2 separate regions of the Bombyx mori genome follow, and region 2 is linked to region 1. Evidence: chromatin contacts called from public Hi-C data. All regions are on one chromosome and are shown on one strand. Each heading gives the region's core, a stretch centred on a gene start, on an enhancer-like site or on the middle of the called end of the contact. The rest is flanking DNA. Distances are from core to core; before and after follow the strand shown. Region 1 overlaps LOC101739423 (RNA-binding protein 26). Region 2 overlaps LOC101739554 (probable multidrug resistance-associated protein lethal(2)03659).

The links. A called contact is a pair of places that touch in the nucleus more often than the background predicts.
Region 2: a contact with region 1 is called in a Hi-C map of posterior silk gland, with 2.1 times the contacts expected there. The contact joins two enhancer-like sites. A contact is called at or near these places in 3 of 7 Hi-C or Micro-C datasets (middle silk gland, posterior silk gland and whole pupa).

The regions. Positions count from the first base shown.
Region 1 is chr23:17,419,963-17,424,084 of ASM3026992v2, forward strand. It overlaps LOC101739423 (RNA-binding protein 26), which reads left to right. Exons shown (of 23, transcript XM_012694317.4): 4 at 292-374; 5 at 1,048-1,119; 6 at 1,708-1,808; 7 at 1,971-2,051; 8 at 2,344-2,487; 9 at 2,885-3,003; 10 at 3,468-3,578; 11 at 4,039-4,122. Among protein-coding and RNA genes, the nearest start is that of LOC101739423, 12 kb to the left of the region's middle. Within about 2 kb of position 1,864, at least 3 of the 8 cell types and tissues checked have open chromatin away from gene starts, as enhancers often do.
Region 2 is chr23:17,458,286-17,462,407 of ASM3026992v2, forward strand. It overlaps LOC101739554 (probable multidrug resistance-associated protein lethal(2)03659), which reads right to left. Exons shown (of 36, transcript XM_062675342.1): 29 at 3,393-3,582; 30 at 2,731-2,917; 31 at 2,253-2,425; 32 at 1,583-1,699; 33 at 674-764. Among protein-coding and RNA genes, the nearest start is that of LOC101739423, 50 kb to the left of the region's middle. Within about 2 kb of position 2,281, at least 4 of the 8 cell types and tissues checked have open chromatin away from gene starts, as enhancers often do.

The DNA of each region.
Region 1 (4,122 bases), core at 614-3,113:
TAATATAAGACGAGCAAAACCCTTGACCAAACTATTGTATTATAAAGTTACTAATACTTAGTAAAAATCCCAAATTGAACGAAGTTAATTTAATTATATTATAAAAAAAATATATTAAATGAGTAAACCATTTATTATGACCCTAAGTGCACGATGCGTAGACGGCCCCTCACTCTTTTGTCGACAGCTCAAGACTCGTGCCGATTATTATACAATATTTAACTTTATTTATTTTTCATGTACGGAATCAATGATAGGAAACGTTCCTAAGATTGTTTATTTTCATTACAGCTACCAATGGGCCTGCTCCTCCACTCCGGCACCGCGTGGTCGTACCTAGGGCTGCGCCTCCGACCGAGCAGACACTCGTAAAGGTATCATCAGTATTAAAGATGTTAAATTGTTTAGAAAGGATTACTCTCAATTCCTCAAATAAATAGTAGTACATAAATATATTAACATAGCCTACCATTATATGGTTCACAGGATTGTAAGTTCTTGAAGGTAGATCGCAATTTGGCTGTGCCTGTAACATTGCCAATATAGATGAACATTAATAATCAATCGAAATCCGAAAATACTTTAATTGATGATACATTATATTTTTACAATGCAGTAGAAATTACCTCATGTTTTTAACCGGTCACCCCAGTTCACCGTCCGCGCCGCACTGGTCGCTTGCGACGAATGTATCGGCGAGTAAATTAGCCCATAGACACAGCCCACTGAGCTTCTCGCCGGATCTTCTCAGTGGGTCACGTTTCCGATCCAGTGGTAGACTCTGCGAAGCACTGCTCTTGCTAGGGCTAGTGCTAGCAACACTTCCGGTTTGAGCCCCGTGAGCTCACATACTAGCTCGGTGAATCAAGAATAACCCCTCGAGGTTACTGGAATAATTAGGGAAAAAAATGTTTTCAACTCATTTTGCATTAATATATGGAGGACTCTCAAATTGACTAACACCACTGAATAAAATCAGTCAGTAGTCCCTGAATAAAATGTGTGATGCAATTCTAAAATGTCAATAATTGTGCATTTGTAATACAGGTTCTGCCGACTGAGCTGCTGGAGGAGCCTGTATACCAACCTCCGCGGAGAAGAGAGAGGCGCGCTGATTCTGTACGTACACGAGCCGAGAGAAACTTCAGTTTCCCTCCCTACTAATGCATTCTGTGAATCATTTCCCGTTTCTCAGTAGTTCAGTAAACACTGGTTTGTGTGGATTGGAACAGTGCAAACAATCATTTACTCAACCTTATTTATTATCATTAAGGAATATTAATTCAAACAAACTAATAATTACGTTTAATGACCAATTAGGCTGAAACATTAAGTTGTGACACATGTTCTCATGGAATCTGCCGTCAGAACGTTCCTATACTCTGATCTCTACGATAGGATCGTCTTATCACTTAGAGAAACTCTTGAGCTTCGCCTTCGTATATTAAGATGGCTTGTGGTATTTTTTGATGTGATGACAACTCAACCACAGAAGGGCTGTAAGCTCGTTCATCCAACTTTGCAATAAAAATGACATAGTCCGCTCCACGGCTGCAATGGCGCGGTAAATATCATTGAGCACTGTACCGCACATCTGTACTTCTGTATATATTTGCTTAATATTGATTAATACAAAAATTAAAGTAAATAAAAAACTAAGGAAACCCTGGAAATAAAGAAAATGAAAGACAAGTTCTTCATTTTTAGCTACGTGACAAAGATGATCGTCGAAGACGTCGATCTCGGTCGTGGGAGAGAAGAAACCGTCCTCGAAGACACCTCAGGGAAAACGAGCATGATGGTAAACGGTATGTACCCACAACAAACAGACATTGATCCGACCTAAATCTAGCCTCTAGTCTCATACTACACTACTATAGACACAGTCTTCTACAGCTATGTACTAATCCTGGGCTATTCTCAAACACTACAGTTTTAGACTACCATAACGACGACTATTGTTTCTACAGGGTCCGACCCTCAAGGTCTCCTTCTCCTCGAAGGTATAGAAACAGAAGTCCACCTCCAGCAGACAGAGCTAGCAGGTCTAGGTATGTACCTGTGTAATCAAGAAAGCCTAAACAGAAAGAAAAATTTAATTCTAAATTCTTTGTATTCTATGCAATTTTACAACCAAATAATTACAACTTTACGAATTGTACAATATACTAAGATACTTCTAGACTTGATAAGTTCGACAAGTTTTAAATAAACGACCACGTTCCAATAGACGAATAACAAAATAATCAAGGCGAAATTAATATCGCTGTAGCAACTCAGAATATCTTGAGTGTTGATGTCCGTGTGAAAATGTAACATATATGTATTCTTGTTTATAAACAGATCAAGGTCCCCAGTGCTGACCCGCGACAGGGACCACGACAGAGAGAGGGACAGACTGCGCGTGGTGCGTGAAATAGAAAGAGATAGAATATCGAGAGATAGAGAACACAGAGATACGATCTCAAGATCAAGAGACCGGGATAGGTTAGTTAATGTTATTGGAAATTGTATGTGTAGTTTAAAATCGAAATTAGAATATTAGAGAGAGGTTATGAAATTATTGCATCGTCATATGTCCTTGTAGCTTTTGCAAATTTTCAAGTTAACTGGACGTTTTGAGGTCGATGGAAAATGACTTTCAGAGATCTCGTTACATACGAACATACCTACTAAGATAAACATAGCATGTTAAAAGCAGCAATTAATATGAGATTTTCTATTTTCAAAGATAAAGACATAAGTAAGTTCTAACTTAAGTTTCCTAACCTTTTTCATTCTTTCATAAGATAATCTCTGATAATATTGTTAATCTTGAAATTAATTTAAAATAGTTAGATATTTATTAATAAATTAGGTAATAAATAATGTGTATTTCGAACAGGTCTCGCGATAGGTCCCGGGAGAGATCTCGCGATAGATCCCGAGGTTCACTATCGCCCATACCGGATACGAGGCTAGACCATAAAGACGGCTACAAGCGGAGATGTAGAGATTTCGATGGTAAGTACCTCGACAAGCACGGGGAATCGAAGGCTGGCGTTATGCAAAAGATAAACAAACGGCTGCAGTTTTAAGCGAATAAATATTTTATGCAAGAATAAGTTCAAATGTCATCATTGTAGAAACTTAGATAAACATTGTAATTCTTTATTAAGTTATTGGTGCGACGTTCCACTGCATCTATCTTAACTGTACGCAGTGGCTTATCGAAGGTGATGAAGGTACCACCATACAAAAAGACTATATAGCCATCTGGTTTGAGATATTTAGCCCATAATAATTTGTGGCACAAATGTGCAGATATGGCGAACTGAGCAGTGGTATTAACCCATATTGGGCATGACTCATTATTACTCAAAATACAAATTGGACAAATGCTACGTATATATCTTGATATGGTTGGCTAAGAAAGTTACATCTTTTGTTGGTGCAAGTCAAGGATAATAACTTGTTGTTTCTTTCAGAGAAAGGATACTGCATGCGAGGAGACCTCTGCTCATGGGACCATGGCGCCGACCCGCTGGTGCTGGAAGACGCCGCTTTGTCCAGGGTCATGCTGCCCGCTCACGTGCCTGGTAAGATTTCATGCTTCACTATCACTGAGATCAGTGTAACGTTCATCCGATTAAAGCAATGTGACGCTCCTAGAGAGAGGATCCATGACCTCAATCAATCTTGTCCTTTCCTTTCGTGTCAGATCTGCGCAAGAAAAGGTAGCCAAGTATGAGCTTGCAAATTTTCTTGTAGTCTATACTAATGAGAGTAACTCGTCACATCGCACACTTAAAAGAATAGTTTTAATGAAAATCTTAATAAGATTGTTATGGCAAGCTTGGGGAAGCCTCTGTCCAACAGTGGGCATAGCTGAAAGTAGTTGTAGTAGAACAGATCACCAGAAAGTTTTAGCCCAATTTAAAATGATAATTGATCTTTCCTTGAAATTATTGTAACCATAATTTAGATATCAAATCATTATTAAAAATACATAAATTTTCGTCTAATCTGTAAAATTCATTTTTGTGACTGTTTTCACAGAATACAACCCCCTGGCCCCGGACATCTGGTGCGGGGGAGCCTTCCCCGGGTACCCACCGCCGCACCCGCCGCGGGAGCTCATAC
Region 2 (4,122 bases), core at 1,031-3,530, 39 kb after region 1:
TAAGACATCTATATTTTATTTATACCAAAATGCGTTGTGAAAAAATCAAACCCGCAAAATTCTAGTTTGCGTAATACTGGTTGGTGGTAGGACGTGTTGTGAGTCCGCGCGGGTAGGTACCACTGCCCTGCCTATTTCTGCCGTGAAGCAGTAATGCGTTCTGGTTTTAAGGGTGGGTGGCGCATTTATATTGTAGATGTTTATGTGCTCCAGTAATCCCTTAACACCAGGTGGGCTGTGAGTTCATCCACACATCTAAGCAATAAAAAACAGATGATGTGCATGCAACTTGCACGTGCACGTGAAAGAAGTGAAACTTCTTTTGCGGTGTGTAGTATTGTGGTTTTCTTCATTTTGCAACCTTAATCAAGTTTCTCAAGTTAATAGTGAATGCTGTGTATAATAGAAACGACCTAGCTCGTTTTGTCCTTTCCCTCTCTCCACGGTCGAGTGGTTCGCGAGACGCTCTGTTTATTTTCTCACTCTCGCTCTTCCTAAATTGTATCTTTTCTCTCTAGCCGTAACGAATCTGTCGCGAGTTCAATTTTACTCTCAAGGCGCCTAAAGAAGTTTCACTTCATAGATGAAAAACACTCAACGAGCGACCGAGCTTGACCGTCACGTAATGTGATGGGAGTTACTACAGCTCGGAGTACACTAGCAGGGCGAGTACCTGGTTCTTGGACAGCAGCGTCCTCCGGGTCTGGTCCGGGCCGCTCTGCGTCAGGAGCTCGTGGGGGTGACCAGATTCCACTATGCGCCCCCTGTTGGAGGACATCACGGGTTATAGTTGAGACAATTAGCTCGCCTATGAGGTCGCACCTCACAGATGCAATGGTACCTTGTAGGCAACGAACCATACACAACTAAGCAATTTAAATTCTTATACTACTAGTCCCACAGTAGTCGAAATTCGACTATAATTAATTGAAATTATAAGTTTGAACATTATTATCAACTATAATGGTTCTATTGTCAAATACAATAATATTTATACTTCTATAATCACAGATTTCGCCAAGACTACACTATAGACAAATAATATTAATCTATTCTCAATTTGACCACAGACTTTAAACAATAACAAAAGTTTGAAACAAAGAGTATATAATATGTATATACGTGTGTCAAATACGTGGTAGTGTGTGTAATGTTTTTTTTTATTAACTTAGTGTATTTTTTTTTGCATAATAAATAAAAATTATTTACATTCTGCACTTCTTCTCTATATTCTCTATAAGCGTGGGAAATTTCATACTCCTCCGTCCGCGCAATTATCATAAAAAACGTTTTTGCTTCACGTATTAATATATAGATAAATGTAGAGAAAATAATTTAGTATTTAAAACCTTTAAAACTCTTTAATTTAAAAAAAAAGATTTTTCTATACGAAATCATTCACTTATCATTCATTGATTCAAATTTGCATAGTATAATAAGACTGTTTAAAATATTAATTTAAAAACAGTTGGGAGGGGGTGGGGGTCTTTAAATGTTTTCTTTATAATGATAAGGTCAAAGCCCCGTGAGGTCACCTACTCGTTTGGTGAATCTAAATACAAGAGTTTGATAGTATGCTTACTTGTCCATGACAATGACCCTGTCGTAGTCCATGACCGTGTTTAGTCTGTGAGCGATCGTGAGCACGGTCGCGTTTGAAAACTTCGTCCTTATCGTCCGTTGGATCTGCTTGTCCGTTCTGTTGGGAAACAAATGAATATGAAACGCTTTTGTTGTGAATACATGCAGACAAGACGGTGAGTGGTGACCGTCGCCCGTGGACCACAGCTTTTTTTTTTCTTACCTCTGCGGATAGCCTTGAGAGGCTATATCAGCTTCACCCTAACGTGTAGGTGAGCTCACGGGGCTCATACCGGAGTGTTACTAGCACAAACCCTAGCAAGAGCAGTGCTTCGTAGAATCTATCACCGGATCGGAAACGCGACCCACTGAAAAGATGCGGCGAGAAGCTCAGTGGGCTGTGTCTGTGGGTTAATTTACTCGTCGATCCCGTCGTCGCAAGCGACGGGTTCGACGAGAACGGTGACCGGTGCTTGTGGTACCTTAAAGAATCGTTAGTAGATCGAGAGGATCCGTAATGACATGTTTAGGGCGACGTCGACTGCTTTCCATTCGGTCTACAGTATGAGACATCAGCAATGCCAGGACAAGGCGTTGTCTTCGCGCGTTTGCCTGTCGTTCCTTGTCGGTGCCCCCCCGTCCTCCAACCCCCCGCCCCCCGGGGTGCTCACTCGGTGTCCACGTTGGCGGTGGCCTCGTCCAGCAGCAGCACGCTGGAGCCGGCCAGCGCGGCGCGCGCCAAGCACAGCAGCTGCCGCTGACCGGACGACAGGGAGCCTCCGCCGTCTCCCAGCTTCGTGTTCAGGCCTGCGGGTAGACTGGAGACCAGATCCAGCAATTCCACCTACGAAGGACGTGTGATTGTATTGTTTTAGAATTTACAAATAAGTGTTTAAATTTTGTATTTATGCATCGGTTCTGGAGGCGTGGGGTGTCGCCCTGTGTTCATGGGTGAATAGGGTCCTATCTTGTGTGTTTGAGGTTGATCTTGTTTCACCATGTGTTCATGAGTGGGTCGTGTCCTGCCATGTATGCTTGGGGTCAGTCATGTCCTGTCTTTTGTGCTTGGGGTCAGTCATGTCCTGTCTTGTGTGCTTGGGTGGGTGGGGTCCTGCCTTGTGTGCTTGTGTGGGTCGTGTCCCCCTGTACCTGTTCGAGCGCGGCGTATATCTGCGCGTCGGTGGCGGAGTGCGTGGGGTCGAGGTTGTCCCGGAGCGAGGCGGCGAAGAGCGCCGGGCGCTGCGGCAGGGCGCAGAGCCGCGAGCGCCAGCAGCGCAGCCCCACCTGCTCGGCCGTCACGCGGTCCACCGACACCGTGCCCGCGATGCGGCTCAACCTGGGGGAGGGGGGAATACGTCACACGGGCACTGCTTGTGGAGGATATTGAACCCGAAGTCGTCGTATCCTAAAAAATAAGACGTCCGGTGCAATGGTATGCAGCGATGCACCGTTGTTCGAATCCCGCAGGCGGGTACCAATTTTTCTAATGAAATACATACTTAGGAAATCTTCACGATTGACTCCCATGGTGAAGGGATAACAAACACTGTATAATAAAAATGAAACCCGCAAAATTATAATTTGCGTAATTACTGGTGGTAGGATCTGTTATGAGTCCGCACGGGTAGGTACCACCGCCCTGCCTATTTCTGCCGTGAAGCAGTAATGGGTTTCGGTTTGAAGGGCGGGGCAGCCGTTGTAACTTGGAATCAAGCGTTCCAGTTCGAGGGGTGGGAAAGTTGCTAAAGCATGATTGAGACATCGAAAGCTATCTAAGCTAGGATTTGACTGCGGAACCCGAAAACCCTTACCTAAATAAAGCGTTGAGCAGCGAACTCTTTCCCGCCCCTGTCCTGCCGACCACAGCCACCTTCTCCGCCGGCTGGACCTTGAAGCTGACTCCCTTGATCGCGTAGACCGGGGCCTCGGGTCTTGGAGCCTCGTTCTTCCCTTTAGGCGGTTTCTCGTACTCCAAATAGACGTTCTCGAAGGAAATTTCGCCTGCAGGAAGATTTAGTTGTATTTAAGACCTGGATTTTGGTCTGGAACTTGGTTATTGGGCCGTATGTTAGTCTGCCAGTAAAAGAACTGTTCTCGACTCCTACACACCCTGTATATGCTGGGATAGCAACACTCTTGCGGGACTCGTGTCTGAGGACAATGGATAGCAACGTTCTCGGAGTACCACACCGGAATGAAGATGGTACCAGTTAGTGGTATGTCCGAAAGGATACCACAATATCGCGTAACGTTTCCAAGAGTTGGAACAGCAGTTTCCTTATACATTTGATACTTCTTCAACTTCAAGGTCTAAAGTTAATCAATAAGAGTGAAGAGAATTTTCAGACCGAAGTCAGTGGGTTATCTTGAAGTATTTTGATTGCTTAGATGGTTGGACTGGTCACCGAATCACATAGACCTCAACAACGTTAACGCCATCACCCACTTTGGAGATACAATTTCTAAGGTCTCAATATAGTTACAACGGCTGCCCCACCCTTCAAACCGAAACGCATTACTGCTTCTTGCATTGCTATTTTT